2 separate regions of the Gossypium hirsutum genome follow, and region 2 is linked to region 1. The links are chromatin contacts, called in public Hi-C maps. All regions are on one chromosome and are shown on one strand. Each heading gives the region's core, a stretch centred on a gene start, on an enhancer-like site or on the middle of the called end of the contact. The rest is flanking DNA. Distances are from core to core; before and after follow the strand shown. Region 1 holds the start of LOC107950221 (G-type lectin S-receptor-like serine/threonine-protein kinase At1g34300). Region 2 holds the start of LOC107950228.

What was found. A called contact is a pair of places that touch in the nucleus more often than the background predicts.
Region 2: a contact with region 1 is called in a Hi-C map of leaf, with 1.8 times the contacts expected there. The contact joins the promoter of LOC107950228 here to the promoter of LOC107950221 in region 1. A contact is called at or near these places in 2 of 34 Hi-C or Micro-C datasets (both in leaf).

The regions. Positions count from the first base shown.
Region 1 is chrD03:45,827,744-45,834,334 of Gossypium_hirsutum_v2.1, forward strand. LOC107950221 (G-type lectin S-receptor-like serine/threonine-protein kinase At1g34300) reads right to left here and starts at 2,100. Exons shown (of 1, transcript XM_016885037.2): 1 at 1-2,100. The coding sequence starts at 2,100. It overlaps LOC107950871 (a long non-coding RNA gene), which reads left to right and starts at 5,839. Exons shown (of 3, transcript XR_001698246.2): 1 at 5,839-6,545.
Region 2 is chrD03:45,973,829-45,981,303 of Gossypium_hirsutum_v2.1, forward strand. It overlaps LOC107950228, which reads left to right and starts at 2,659. Exons shown (of 2, transcript XM_016885042.2): 1 at 2,659-3,238. The coding sequence starts at 2,762.

The DNA.
Region 1 (6,591 bases), core at 850-3,349:
ATTTGTGTCCGCTGAAACATCAAAATTCCTTCTTCCAGTCACTATCTCCAACAAGACCATCCCATAACTATAAACATCAGATTTTGAAGTTATTGGAAGGTTTGCAAGCCATTCAGGTGCCAAATAGCCCCTTGTCCCCCTAACACTTGTCAGTGTTCGGTATCTATGGTCTTTGGGATTTATAAGTTTGGCAAGTCCGAAATCTGACACTTTGGCATTGAAATTTTCATCCAAGAGAATGTTCTCAGGCTTTATATCGCAATGAACAATGCAGTCCCTACACTCCTCATGAAGGTATGTGATTCCCCTTGCAGTTCCAAGAGCAACATTATAACGGTATTCCCAGCTCAACATCTTTCCTGAGTGCTCTTCTGTGGTAAAAAGGAAGTTATCTAGAGACCCATTTTTCATAAACTCGTAAACTAAAAGCCTGTGACGGCCCTCAGAGCAAAAACCGATCAATCTCACCAAGTTTAAATGGTGGGTGCTACTGATGGTTGCAACCTCCATTCTAAACTGCTTTTCACCCTGCTCAATACCTTCTAGTTGCTTCACTGCCATAACAGTTCTGTTAGCAAGAACTCCTTTATATACAGCCCCAAACCCTCCGGCTCCAAGCTTTTCCTTAAATCCCTTGGTTAAGCGCTGAAGCTCCTTATATGAGAACTGAACAGGAGCACCAGACGCATACTCAAGAAGAGCATATTGAGCTGATAGACCCCCAAATTTGGGACTGTTTCTGCAGCACCACCACCATAAACTGCCTTCCAATGCAATCAAAACCAACACGGTAGCCACAATCACAACCACTACAACCCAGCCATGCACCCTCCAACCATTCCCATTCTCTACATTATCCGCAAAAGGAGATGGGTTTGGTAATATTGGTCCACAAACCTTAACATAAGAAGTACTAGGAAGTGGTGCACTCTGATACCCACTCACAAACTCAGTAGTTTTCAAGAAACAGACCCCTGATCCATCCGACAAAGAAGTGGAAGCAACACAAGAAGCGCTGACAAGACAATTCAATTTACAAGCTGATATCCCAATAAAGAAAACCTGAGAAGACAACTCAGGCGAATAAGTCAAAAACTCAGCATGATCCAGTTCCAACATAGCAGCACTCCCTGGACAATCCTCTATCTCCCTTTTCCTCTTACACCCTTGCCTCCTATCATTCACATCCACCAACTCAAAATTCTCTGAAGGACACCCGCAAATTGGGCTCGTATCATTATAACTACAAATTCCCATATTCCCACAGTAACCAAAAACATCACACTGATCTAAAACTGCGGACCATCTCGGAGTTATAGTCCCACTACCTTGAGAAGAACTATAAATCCTTAGATTCCCATCCTCATCTAACCTTAAAAACCTCAAAATATTACTCCCTTCCGCATAATCACTACTGTAAGCGACAATTGACCCAGTACTCAAACTAGGATCAAACAAATTCAAAATACCAATAGTTAGCAACCCTAAACTCGGTGAAGTTAAATTTGCATCAAAAGAAGAATTCAACCCTTCGGTCCAATAAACAATACTATCATTCCATCTCAAAGTTAAATTCCCTGACCTTTGAAGATAAAAGGTATACAACCCAGATCTTAGAACTCTGCCAACAGTGAAATTCTGAGTCGGAACGATGGTATCCGTTGGATGGTCAAATGAAGACCAAACTACAGAACTGCCATTGCCCAATAGCCGGAGTTCCCCGGATTCTTCCAAGGAAGCAGAGGAAACACCCTGATTGGCAGTGCCAGAGTCCCAAACGACAGCGCCAGAACCATTGACAAGATGAAGAGCTCCGTTGGAGAGTAAACGGAGGGAACCAGCAGAGTCAACGGTGGTGCCATTTCCAGCAGTCCAAATAGGAACCCCACCTGCATACGTGATGGCAGCGAGGAGAGAGTTGGAAGAAGCAGAGGGAATGAAGGAAATGGAGAAAGTGGAATTGGAAGAGTGCCATGTTAGGGGTGGGGATGAGGGGGTGATGGAGGAGCCTAACGAGATTGTGGCCGATGAAGCAATAAAGAAGGAAGTTAAGAGGTAAAGGAATAGAAAGAAAGAGAGGCTCTTTTGTTTCATCATCATCTTTGTAGAGAGGTGTGGACAAAGGAGATGAAAAACAAAAAGAAGAAGAAGAAGAGGGGAGGGAATACAAGTGGGAGTAGACCTTTTCTTCTTCAAGAACTGGGAGCAGACTTTGACTAGTAATAAAAAAATCTTATTTCAATTTTTTTTTGGGTTGAATTTTTGTTTCATATTTTATATAATGGGAAGTTCTCCTCCGTAAGTTTTGGTTTTTTGGTCCAGTCTTCGAAACCATTATGTGGGCTTAATTTCATACAAAACTATGTGGGCTTTATGGTTGGCAGTAGGTAGTATATTCCAGTCAACGTTTGACTTCTGCATGTTCTTAATTAACACGGAAATATAACAATATTTTAAGCTTAATGATGTAAAAAGTCCTTAAATTGTTAAAAAAAAACAATTAAGTCCTTGTCTTTTCACTCAATTTGGTATTTAAATTTTCAAAATGCATAAAAAATGCCTTCAAACTTTTTCAAAGAAAAGCAATTTAGCTCCTATCTTTTTTGCACTCAACTGGTATTTAAACTTTCAAAATGTATATAAAGGGCTCTTAAACTTTTTCAAAATAAGCAATTAAGCCCCTACTTTTTTTTACACTCAATTGGATACTTGAACTGTCAAAATACATCAGAAAAGTCTTTTGACCGTTAACTTCAACAGTTGATCGTTAAAAGTTAATCGCCTCTAATTTTTTTAATTAAAACCACCCCCGTCTCACAACCACGGCATGACATGTGGCAAAAAAATTATAAAAATAAAAATCAATAGAAGTTATAAATTTTATTAAATTTTAATTAAAAATATAAAAAATTATAAAATATATAGAATATAGAAAAAAGTTATAAAATTATAAAATTTTATAAAGTTGTAAGGAACTTATAAGAAAATGTAAAGAAATTTAAAATTCGTAAAAAATTAAAAAATTTATCTACTAAAAGAAGCATTTTATAATTTTTATTATTTAAAATTTGTAAAAAATTATTGATTTTTAATTTTTATCACTTTTCGCCACATGTCATGTTGTTCTATGACATATGACAATTTTAACTGAAAAAAATGGGGGTCGTTAACTTTAACAATTAATGGTTAAAGTTAATGGTTAAAGGACATTTTTGATGCATTTTATAAATTTTTTTATGATTTTTATACAATTTTACAATTTTTTTATAATTTCCTATTGTTTTTATAATATTTTCAAATTTTTATATTCTTTATATAATATTTTTATATTCTTTATAAAGAATATTTTTATATTCTTTATTAAAATTTAATAATTTTTATAACTTTTATTGATTTTTATTTTTATAATTTTTTTTGCCACATGTCATTCCGTGGTTGTGAGAAGAGGTGGTTTTAATTGAAAAAATTAGGGGCTAACTTTAACGATCAACTGTTAAAGTTAATGGTCAAAGGGTCTTTTTTGTGCATTTTGACAATTCAAGTACCCAATTGAGTGCAAAAAAAAGTAGGGACTTAATTGTTTTTTTTGAAAAAGTTTGAGGGTCTTTTTGATGCATTTAGAAATTCAAGTATCCAACTGAGTAAAAAAAAAGGGGCTTAATGTTTTTTATTATTATTAAATTTATGGCTTTTTACACTCTTAAGGCAATGTTTTATCATAAATGGATGTCTATCAAATATCTAGATAAGTTTAGGGCTAGTTCTTCATTACTTTTGAAAAGTACTTTTGAAAAGTGCTGTGAAAAAGTACTTTTAAGAAGTGTTTTTGAAAAGTTTGGTTTAAAATTTGAGTGTTTAGCATTGTTGTCAAAAAGTGCTTTTGAGAAATAAAATGTTCATTTTAGACAAGTTATTATCAAGTAACAAATATGCATTTAAATAATATTTGAGTTAGTTAATATTATTATATTTTAGTAATAATATAAAAAAATTATTATAACTTGTTAATATTTTAATATATGAAATATAAATTGTAAATATTTTTAAGCAATAAATATTAATTATTTATAAAATTTAATTAGAATATATAAACTATATTTTAAATATTTAAATATAACCATTAAATATTTGTAATTAGTATTTTAAAAAATATTTTTTATTTTTAATTAATGATTTTAACACAATTGTAATTAAGCACTAAGAAAAAAAAAGAAAAATACTATGTTATTGGAGGGGCGAAAAAGTAATTAAGCACCAAAAGTGCTTTTGGGAGAAGAAAAGCTAAAATTTTTAGCTTCTCCTTTTCAGAAGTGCTTTTCAAAGCTTTTCAAAAGCACTTCTGAAAAGCTAAAAGTTTCAGCCAAAAGCAGCTTATTCTTTACAGCTTTTCTTTCAAAAATGCTTTTGGAGTCAGAAGTACTTTTTTAAGCAATGAAGAACTGGCATTTAGTCTTGTTGGAAATATTAATTATGTATGTTGTGCCTGTAGAAAATCGAACCTTTTAACTAAAGAGTTATATGCCTTACCTTAGCATACCTGGTACTTGGCTATCACTTGGTTAGGGTTCAAATTCCATGATGTTCATAAATTCATAATATTTAAAGTTGTTTTCTGGAAAAAAAAAACTATAAAAAAGAAAATGAATTAGAGTTTTCGATTGGTGTAGGCGATGAGAATAGAAAAGACCATAAAACAATGATTTCAACAACTCAGCGACTTAAATGAAATATTTTGAATAATTAAATAATATTTTGTAACTTTTAAAAGTTGAATAACCGACACATAATTTTACTTATAGTTTAATAACTTTGAATGTAATTTAAATTATTTAAAATAAATAGTATCATTAAATATAAATATCATAAATCTAAAAGGTAAATAGTAAAATTTGAAAATCAATAAACTAGTGTAAAATGTTTAACTGATGATATAATTTTAAAAAATAAATAAATTTATCAAGTGATAAATATATCTTATTAAAAATATTAGATCACGATAAAACAATTATTTAAAAGTATATATTTATTAAAATTTATGTCAAATGATAAAGTTGAAGATTTAAATTTTATTTTTTGCAGATTTTTTTTGAGTTTAGATAAAAATATAAGAAGATAAAAACATATTTATAAAATATAATTTGTTTTGTGAAAAGTATGATTTTTAATTTTTTTTTAAAATTGAATGATAGTATAGATAAATTATTGATTTAATATATTATTCGGTAGCCAAGTTTGATACATTTTCTTAATGTGGTACCTATCTTATTTTTTTGGTTCAATTTAATATATGGATTTAATAAAAATTATATGTTTTTTAATAGTCTAATATAATGATTTTAATTTTTTAGAAATATATTGTGCTAAATATGAATAAACATAAGATATGATACAAAATTTCTAGGTTTTTTAATAATAAACCGGTTATACTTTAATTTCTAATACAATTACATCCTATATTTTTATATAGTACAAAATACAATCTTCATTTTCTCCCCTTTTCTGTTCTCAATTTGACCCTTGTGAAAATTCAAACAACACCAATCCAATCCTTCTAATACAGTCGGATCGAAAATTAGTTAAAGTATCTATTTGAAGAAGGGAATAGAACCAGTATGGACCGATTGAATTGAGCAGTTAAATCGGATTTTTAATTTTTTAATGAATTTTTTAATAATTCATTTGATCGAATTGAATGGACCGATCGAACTAATCAAATCGGTTAAATTAATGAACCGATAGTCATAGCATCCATGGGGTATAAAGGAAAGGTGATTGCGCATTGTGGGAATATAATTTATTCCCTTTTTGTAGTGTAATTGGAACAAGAAATGGGTTTTTTGAAACAATGGGTTTTCAGAAAGAAAAAAGAATTAACATTGGTTTTCATTGTGCGTGATGTGTTGTTAGCTGTTTTAGGGTTTTAAACCTCCCGATGTGATTGCTTTCTATATTAATTTATTGGGGTTTAAACGGTTTTCCCCAATTGCTTTTGTGAGTGTTTTTGAACTTACAATTGTTGAGGCATCCACTTTGTTCTAAAATCAATTGGCATTATGTTTCTACAGAGTTACCTCGTGTACGCTGGGTTTTACCAGTTGACTTTACCCATGGCCAATATCGTTATTATGGAGGTGGGTAGTTTAAAGATGAAGCTTGTTGCTTATAGCCATTGAAGTTCCCATTGTCAACAAATTTAATCTCTTTTTTCTCAGGGGATTTGTTTGTTGATGGGAATGTGATTCATAGACCCCCGCTCAGCACAGAGTTGGAGGACGTGCTGATTATGATCTTTGGCTTATCAATTTCAAATCCCCGAGAAATATCGATTTCTATGTTAAATTCCTCGCTAGTTTAGTTGGCAGGTTTTTGATTCCTTCAATTTTGGGTTATTTTTCCCGGGACTTTAAGAATTGGGTTTTATTTATCTTTTTCAGTTTGTAGTGAAGAGGAAGCGAAAAGGAGAATATACGCCGTTGATGGTACACTATAGAGGTATACTGGGTTTCGTGTTGTTATTTCTGAGGAGATGGCTTATTTACTTGGAGGTAATTGCATTTCTCATTTATTAGGGTTTACATGGTGTTCTTGTTT
Region 2 (7,475 bases), core at 1,409-3,908, 150 kb after region 1:
TATACTGTAATAATATTTTAATTTAGTTTTTTTAATTTAACCCGAACAAGTTTACTCAATTCGATTCAACTTGAATTTCATTTCGCTCGACTCGATTTGAAAAAAAAATCCAAATCGAGTTAGGATGATAAAATAAGACTCATTAACCCGATTAACTCGAAATTTTTTCACTTGATTCGATCGAACGCGCCTACATGTACCAACATGAGAAAGAAATGAAAAGGTTAATTCTACTATTAGTCCTTTTACTTTGCAAAAATTACAAATTTAGTCCTTGTACTTTAACTTGATCTATTTTAGTCCCTGCACTTTTTTGAATTGGTCAACTTTAGTCCCTGTACTTTTTGAAATTTGAAATTTGAAATTTCAGTCCTTACCTAAGTAGTAGTTGTTATGTTAAATTTGTTTGTTTAAATTCAATTATTAGTTATGTGCTATATGTACAATTGTAGATTTAGCCCATATTTTTCAATTGGACCATTCTAAGTTGTGAATTTTGAAATTCCAGTCTTGACGCAAATGACAGTTGTCAATTGAATTTTTAGTGAGTAATATGTGGACTTAACAAGGTGAAATGGCATTGGATATATGATAATATGTTTGGAGCTTCAAATTTTGGAAATAACAAAACTTAGCCTAATAAATTTAACAGTTATCATTTGGTAATGATTGAAATTTTAAAATTTAAAAAGTACAGGGACTAAAATTGACCAAATCAAAGTATAGGGATTAAATCCACAACTTTTACAAATTACAGGGACTAATAAAAATACCAAATGAGAAATTGTTTTCTGACTTAAAAGACAATTTTAGCCACAAATATTTATGGGTGTTTAATTAAATAAGTGAAAGGATGTTTAAAATTGAAAAATATGTGGTGTACTGTATATTGTGTTTACTAATTGGTCCCTTCTAAATTTGGGTTTTCAATTTTTCTGGTTTCACGAAGTTAAATTACCATGCGGTGAGGAAACAGATTCGTTTTTATTTTTTTATTGTCTGGAAGCATTTTCATTTTATTATTTATATTTGGGATTTGTCGTTATTTCTCCTAATAATGTTTCGTTTTCAAGGTTCATATTTGTATTCTCTCTTTAAAAGTATAATATATCTTATTACTAAACTTGAAACGAAACTATCTTTTACTTCGTATTCATTGTGGTTGCATTTTTCAATAGCACTTATAAAATTTTTAATTTTTAATCTTTAATCTTTTATTTATATTTTACATTTTTTTGGTATTTTAAAAATAAATTTAATAATTTTATAAAAAATTAAGAATTTTCCAATTCTTTATAATTTTCTAAATTTATGGAGTTTTAGGGTATTTTTTATTCTTTTATTTCTGCATTTTAAAATATTTTTAATATTTTCTGCAAATAAATTATGAATTTTGTAGTTTTAGAATTTTCAAAGTTTTTAGATTTTTTTGGACATTTTAATTTTTCCTTGACATTTTAATCAAATATAGTTTTTTTTACATGTGGTGGAAAATTTAGATAGAAAACGTGATACTTTTTAGTAATTTTGATGGGCGAACTTAGACGTGCATTTGTCTAGATGCATTTTAAAATACATTTTTAATAATTATATATATTATTTTTAAAAATATTTTTCAAAAAAAATGTAATTTTCTTGTTTGTTTAGAATTTTAGGGTTTTTAGAAAATTATAAAGTTTTCATGAAGAAAATTTTAAAATTTTCTGTTTTTGTAGATTTTTTTTTTTGCAATTTTAATGAAATTTATGACACTTTTGGAAATTTTAAGGAATATTTGCTTCTTTTGATACATGGCAGCCTGTAATTTTAGACAGAAAACATAGATGAGGTAACTTGATAAGCTGAAGGAAAATATAGGAGGTAAAGTGACCAGAATTCTTTTCCAAATAACAAACTGAATAAATATATTTAAAAAATAAAAATATGAAAATAACTAAAAAAATGAAATTATATATTTATAGCGGATCAAGATTAATAGTATGACAAAAATATATTAATTGTGGAGTAGTACTAATGGATTTGATAATATCTATCCTTTTTCGCACCAAAAACGGTCTATTGTTATTTGAATCTTTATTAAATAAAAGGATAAACTATAAAATAGTTATTTTTGTTTGCCTTAGATTTCGTTTTAGTCATTTATGTTTGAAATGTTACGTTTTAGTCACTTACATTATTATTTTGTTACGAAGTGGTCGCTTTACTGTTAAGCTCAGTTATCTCCTTAACGACAGTCCTACGTGGCAGTCCAAATGGGTTTTAAATGCTAACTTGGACTGCCATATAGGACCACCGTTAGGGAGGTAACGGAGCTTAATGGTAGAGTGATCACTTCGTAACAAAACGATAACGTAAGTGACTAAAATATAATTTAAAATAAACAAAAGTGATTATTTTTACAGTCTACCTTATATTTTATTTTAATAAGTAAATTTTTTAAAAAAATAAATTTATATATATAATTTAATGTTAGTAATTTAACTTGAATTTTAAATTTTATAAAGTCTAAAAATTAAAAATTAAAAATTAAAATCCCAAAATAAAATTAATGTACTCCATTGAGAAGGTTTCTTCATTGAGCGTATGTACTACACATTACAGCGTGTATGTAAAAAATGTACGATCAGATTCCAATAACAGCTACTCTAAGCAGATATTTAAGAGACTGCCATTTCATTAAAGCCTTAACAGTACATTTTCACAAGCTCCCAAGCAGGCCCACACTCTCAAGAGCCAAACTGAGAGAGAAAAAGATTCATCCATGGAGGGCATGAATGATGACCATATGCATGGCATGATGATGCACAACACATCAGATGGCGGCATGAACATGACGAAGCACCATAAGATGATGATGCATATGACCTTCTTTTGGGGCAGCGACGCCGAGATTCTCTTCTCCGGTTGGCCGGGAACCAGAACCAGCATGTACGTCTTGGCCCTCATAGTTGTCTTCCTGCTTGCTTTCATGGTGGAGGGGATTTCTCACTCTCGGTTGGTGAAACCCGGTTCCACCCACCACGTGACCGCCGGTCTGGTTCAGACTTTGTTGCATGCTCTGAGGGTTGGACTCGCGTATCTGGTGATGTTGGCTATCATGTCTTTCAACGGTGGCGTTTTCTTGGCCGCCGTGGCTGGCCATTCTCTGGGGTTTTTATTATTTGGCAGTCATGTTTTTAACAAACCTTCCGCCACCGTCCCCAACGCCAAAACATCCGATCTTCCGCCTATGAGTTGTTGAATATTAGGGTTTATTTCTTTCGGGTTTGGGTCTAAAAGGATTGATGTTTATGGTTTTAGATTTTTGTTTTTATCTTTTAATCTGTGCTTTGCTCTGTATTTGTTTTTCATTTGATACAAAAAAAAAAAAAAAGATTGCTTAATAACCAGTGATTGTACATTTTACCCATTCATATCCTTGGATTATTATTGATTCCTATCTTTAGCATGAGGCTGTGGTCGAGACAGTGCAATAGCCGGTTTGAATTTATTAATATAATTATATTTTTTTTATGTATATAAATTTTCGAATCAATTCCGATCTAAAATATTGTGTAGGTTAATATTGATGGAATAGTTCAAAGCCTTAATTTATAGTTAAATTTGACATATATAAATAGACTATAAATCTGATAAATTAGATCATTAAAATATTAATTGCATAAAAATATCAATAATTTTAATTTAATAAACTAATTATAAAATCGATTTTATTAACCTAATCAACTTAACTGAAGGGATCAAAAAGCATTACATTTAATTAAATCAGTTTCAACTCCAACCACTTTTTACTCAACGCTAATTATGATTTGATGACAGGTGAAGTCATTAGGGTTTGGGTTCCTTGTTGGATGGAATTAGCAGGAAGTTGCGGGTCAAGTCATTGTCCAATGAATGCAATTGATGGGTGGTTCTTCTATCTATTACCTTCACATCAAGGATTCAATAAAATGTGTACCATCCATATTTAGGGTTGCATTTAAGATATTTTCTCTAATATCATGATATTTTGCATTTTGCAAGTGGGCACCACTATTTAAGATACCTTGTTTTTATGCACAAATGTTGCATACATGTTACTATTTATAACCATGTGCTTTTATCTATATAATCGAGTTCGATTTCTGCTCATAAAAATGGAGCACGTTTCATTGCTAATTGTTTACATTATCGGAGAATAACCACAATGAAAGGTTTAGTCACTATCTGTTGGTGGTGGTGCTTTAGTTACGATAAAAAAAAGATTTGTGTATGTCTTCAATTGACATCCTGCCCGATCTTTGGATAACTCCCACTCGTTAGACATTATAAAACTCATACACATAAGAATAAATAGATTAAATTCATGAAAGTAAAAGAACTAAATTTCAAATATGGTAAAGGTATAGTGACTGAAAACAGAATTAGACCTATAATTTATATAACTGATTAATGGCAACATTTAAAAAAAAAATTTAACATTCAGTATTCAATTGGTTTTTTAGAAACATATTATTCTTTTGTTAGCACTTTCAAACTTTAAATTTCATGGGAAGAAACGTAATGAACTTCTACCTTATAATTCATGCTGCCGATGAGCATGCATGCATGCAAATGGCATGGTAAAGGATTAAAAAGGATTTATTTATTTATTATTATTTTTTAAAAAACTTAACTTGTTGAATAAAAAAACAAAAACACATGTACTATTTACCCAAAATGAACAAAAATGGTACTTTCAAAGAAACCCATCAATTAAAGCAACCTTCCTAAATACTCAAAAGGCAATCAATGATTTTAAGGAAAAAAATCTTTGCATTCCTTTTTTATCTGTGTATACTAAGATGTTGCTGTCATGAAATACCACTTACGCTAGTGGGATATTATATATATATATACACACACGTTGTTTGACAATTGGATGATAATTGATTGTTGATTGTCGATTGTAGTGATTGATTTTACCAATTGCTTTTATTAACTCTTTATTTAAAAATGTTTAAAAAAACTTAGTTGATAGTTGAAAATTAATATGTGTAAAATGACAAATAAAAGCATGACACATTTTATTATTGAATATTTATTTATTTATAATACTTTTGTCTTTATTGAGTGAAATTATTGAAATAAAACACTCTTATCAAGGAATTAAAACATCCATTATGAGAAATTAATTAGTCAATATTTTTAAAAATTTAAATAAATAAATTTCTTAAGTTCCTTATTTGCAAAGTATTTTTTATTTAAATAAACATTCATTATGGAAATTAATTAGTGAGTAAACATAGTTAGATATGTCATTCTACGTATCTCATTCCCAATCAACTAGGAAAAAGTTGTCCATCCTTACGTTTTTTGTTTTGGAAGTTTTAGCTTAATAAGCTCTTGCAAACTTTCATTCACCAAACACTACAATTAAAGGGTTTGACTATCCAATCCTCCGTTTGTACCCAAATCAATTAAAAAAGACCCAAAACTTTGTTTACTAAACACCCCTACACATTTTTTTTATCTTATTATATATTATTATAAAAAAAAATACATATTTGATGTTCCTTATTACGTCCATGGATATTAAAATGTGTGTGCAAAAGGCAAGGTGCACGCCGTACTGCCGTGTGCTGATCAGAGCAACAACGGGGCGGTGGTTTAATTTGTCAAAGTGATAAATTCAACTTTTATTAATGGTTTAATTATGCTCTCAGTTCTTGTATTCTGCATATTTAAAATTTAACCCTTCTATTTTTATTTAATAATAACGTGAAAGGACTTTCGTTAAAGAAGCAAATGAATATATTGAATATAGGATTATAAAGTTTTCAATTTCGAGTTTTTCAACATTAATTGGTTCAAAGAAGTAGAGTGGACACGGCTTTAACTTGGCCATGTAAGTAAATTGTTTTTAAACACAACAGAATCCAATTTAAATAAAAAAATAGAGGGACTAAGTTGTAAGACATTAAAAGGAGACTAAATTTAAAATGTATGAATAGTATAGGGACTGAGAGCAGAATTGGACCTTTATGAATTTCTCCTTCATTCTTGAATCTTCTCTTCTCTTGTGATATCCATTGCCATATTCCCCAATTCTTGACTTTTTAGAAAAACTAAGGTCATCAATTAATTATGCTTTGGGTTGTGGTTTTTAGCTGTGATTTCATAAATGTATGTGGTCAGATATTAATTGCTATGGTTAGAGATTATAAATTGAATACGGACCACAACCTACCTTATCCCACATGGAAATAGTGTTGTACAAGTCCTTATATTATAGTGTAAACTGAATTTTAATCCCTATCCTTTTAAAATGAGCACCAAAGTTTATGTACATTAAAAAATAACAAAATGCTCATTAGGGGGAAAACTATTTATTATTCATTTTGATCCTTCAAAGCAATTTTTTTTTGGCTTTGCTCTTGTAAGCAAATAATTCCAAATAGCATTTCTCAAGCTACATCATGTACTTTAATAAACATTTTTTCGATAATATAATAATGATTTACGAAATTATTCTTATTAAATTAAATATAGTGCTATTCTTTATTATTAACAAATATTTTAATTAAATATTAAATAATAATATTTTAATTTGTTTGTTTCATACCCTTAACCTACAAAATAAGAATTAGGGCTAAAGTAACAAGAAAGGTAAATAATAGGAGCTAAATTTATTATTTTGCCTAAAATAGAAACAAACATAGTTTATTACAACGGGTACATTTGGATACCATAAAGTAATTGCACGAAAGTATAATAACAAAATATAATTCTATAGATATGTTTAGCTAACAGAGTGTAATTACATTGTAATTCCCTATATCATCTTTGGTAATATAAAATATAATTACACAACTAAATAATTTTAAATTCTAAGAACAATATTAATTATTATAAAAAACCAAAAGAAAATTCTCCAAGCAGGTAACAAAACTTAAAATTAAATTATTGTATGTAATATAATTACTAATAAATTTAATAAGAAAAATAAGCATATTATGCAATTTTATCTAACTACTCTATTTCATAGTTGTTAAGCTATTTCCTTTCTAACATAAAAATATACTCATTGCTATTATCGATTGGTTTTTGGCTAAATATAAATAATTAATAATCAATACTATGTAATTTAGTTTAAATTAATATAAATAATTTATAATAAATATTATATAATTTATTTAAAAATTTAATAAGTCAAAACATAAGAGAAATTAAGGTTTCGTTTGGTTTCAAAAAACAAGGGCCATTTTTGTTTTTTTTTCTTGGAAAATGGAAAACATTTAAAATATATAGAAATTAGAAAATAAAAAAATTATTTTCATTTAAAATACTTTGTAAAAATGAAAATGATAAAAATAAAAGTTTTTTTTTTACAATCGAGCTAAGATTTAATCGAGTTAAAAAAATGATTTTTACCATTTAAAATTTTAAGGAAGTCATTTGAGTCTTAACTCGATTGACATGGACATTGTTTCCAATAAAGGAATATGTGGGTTCAA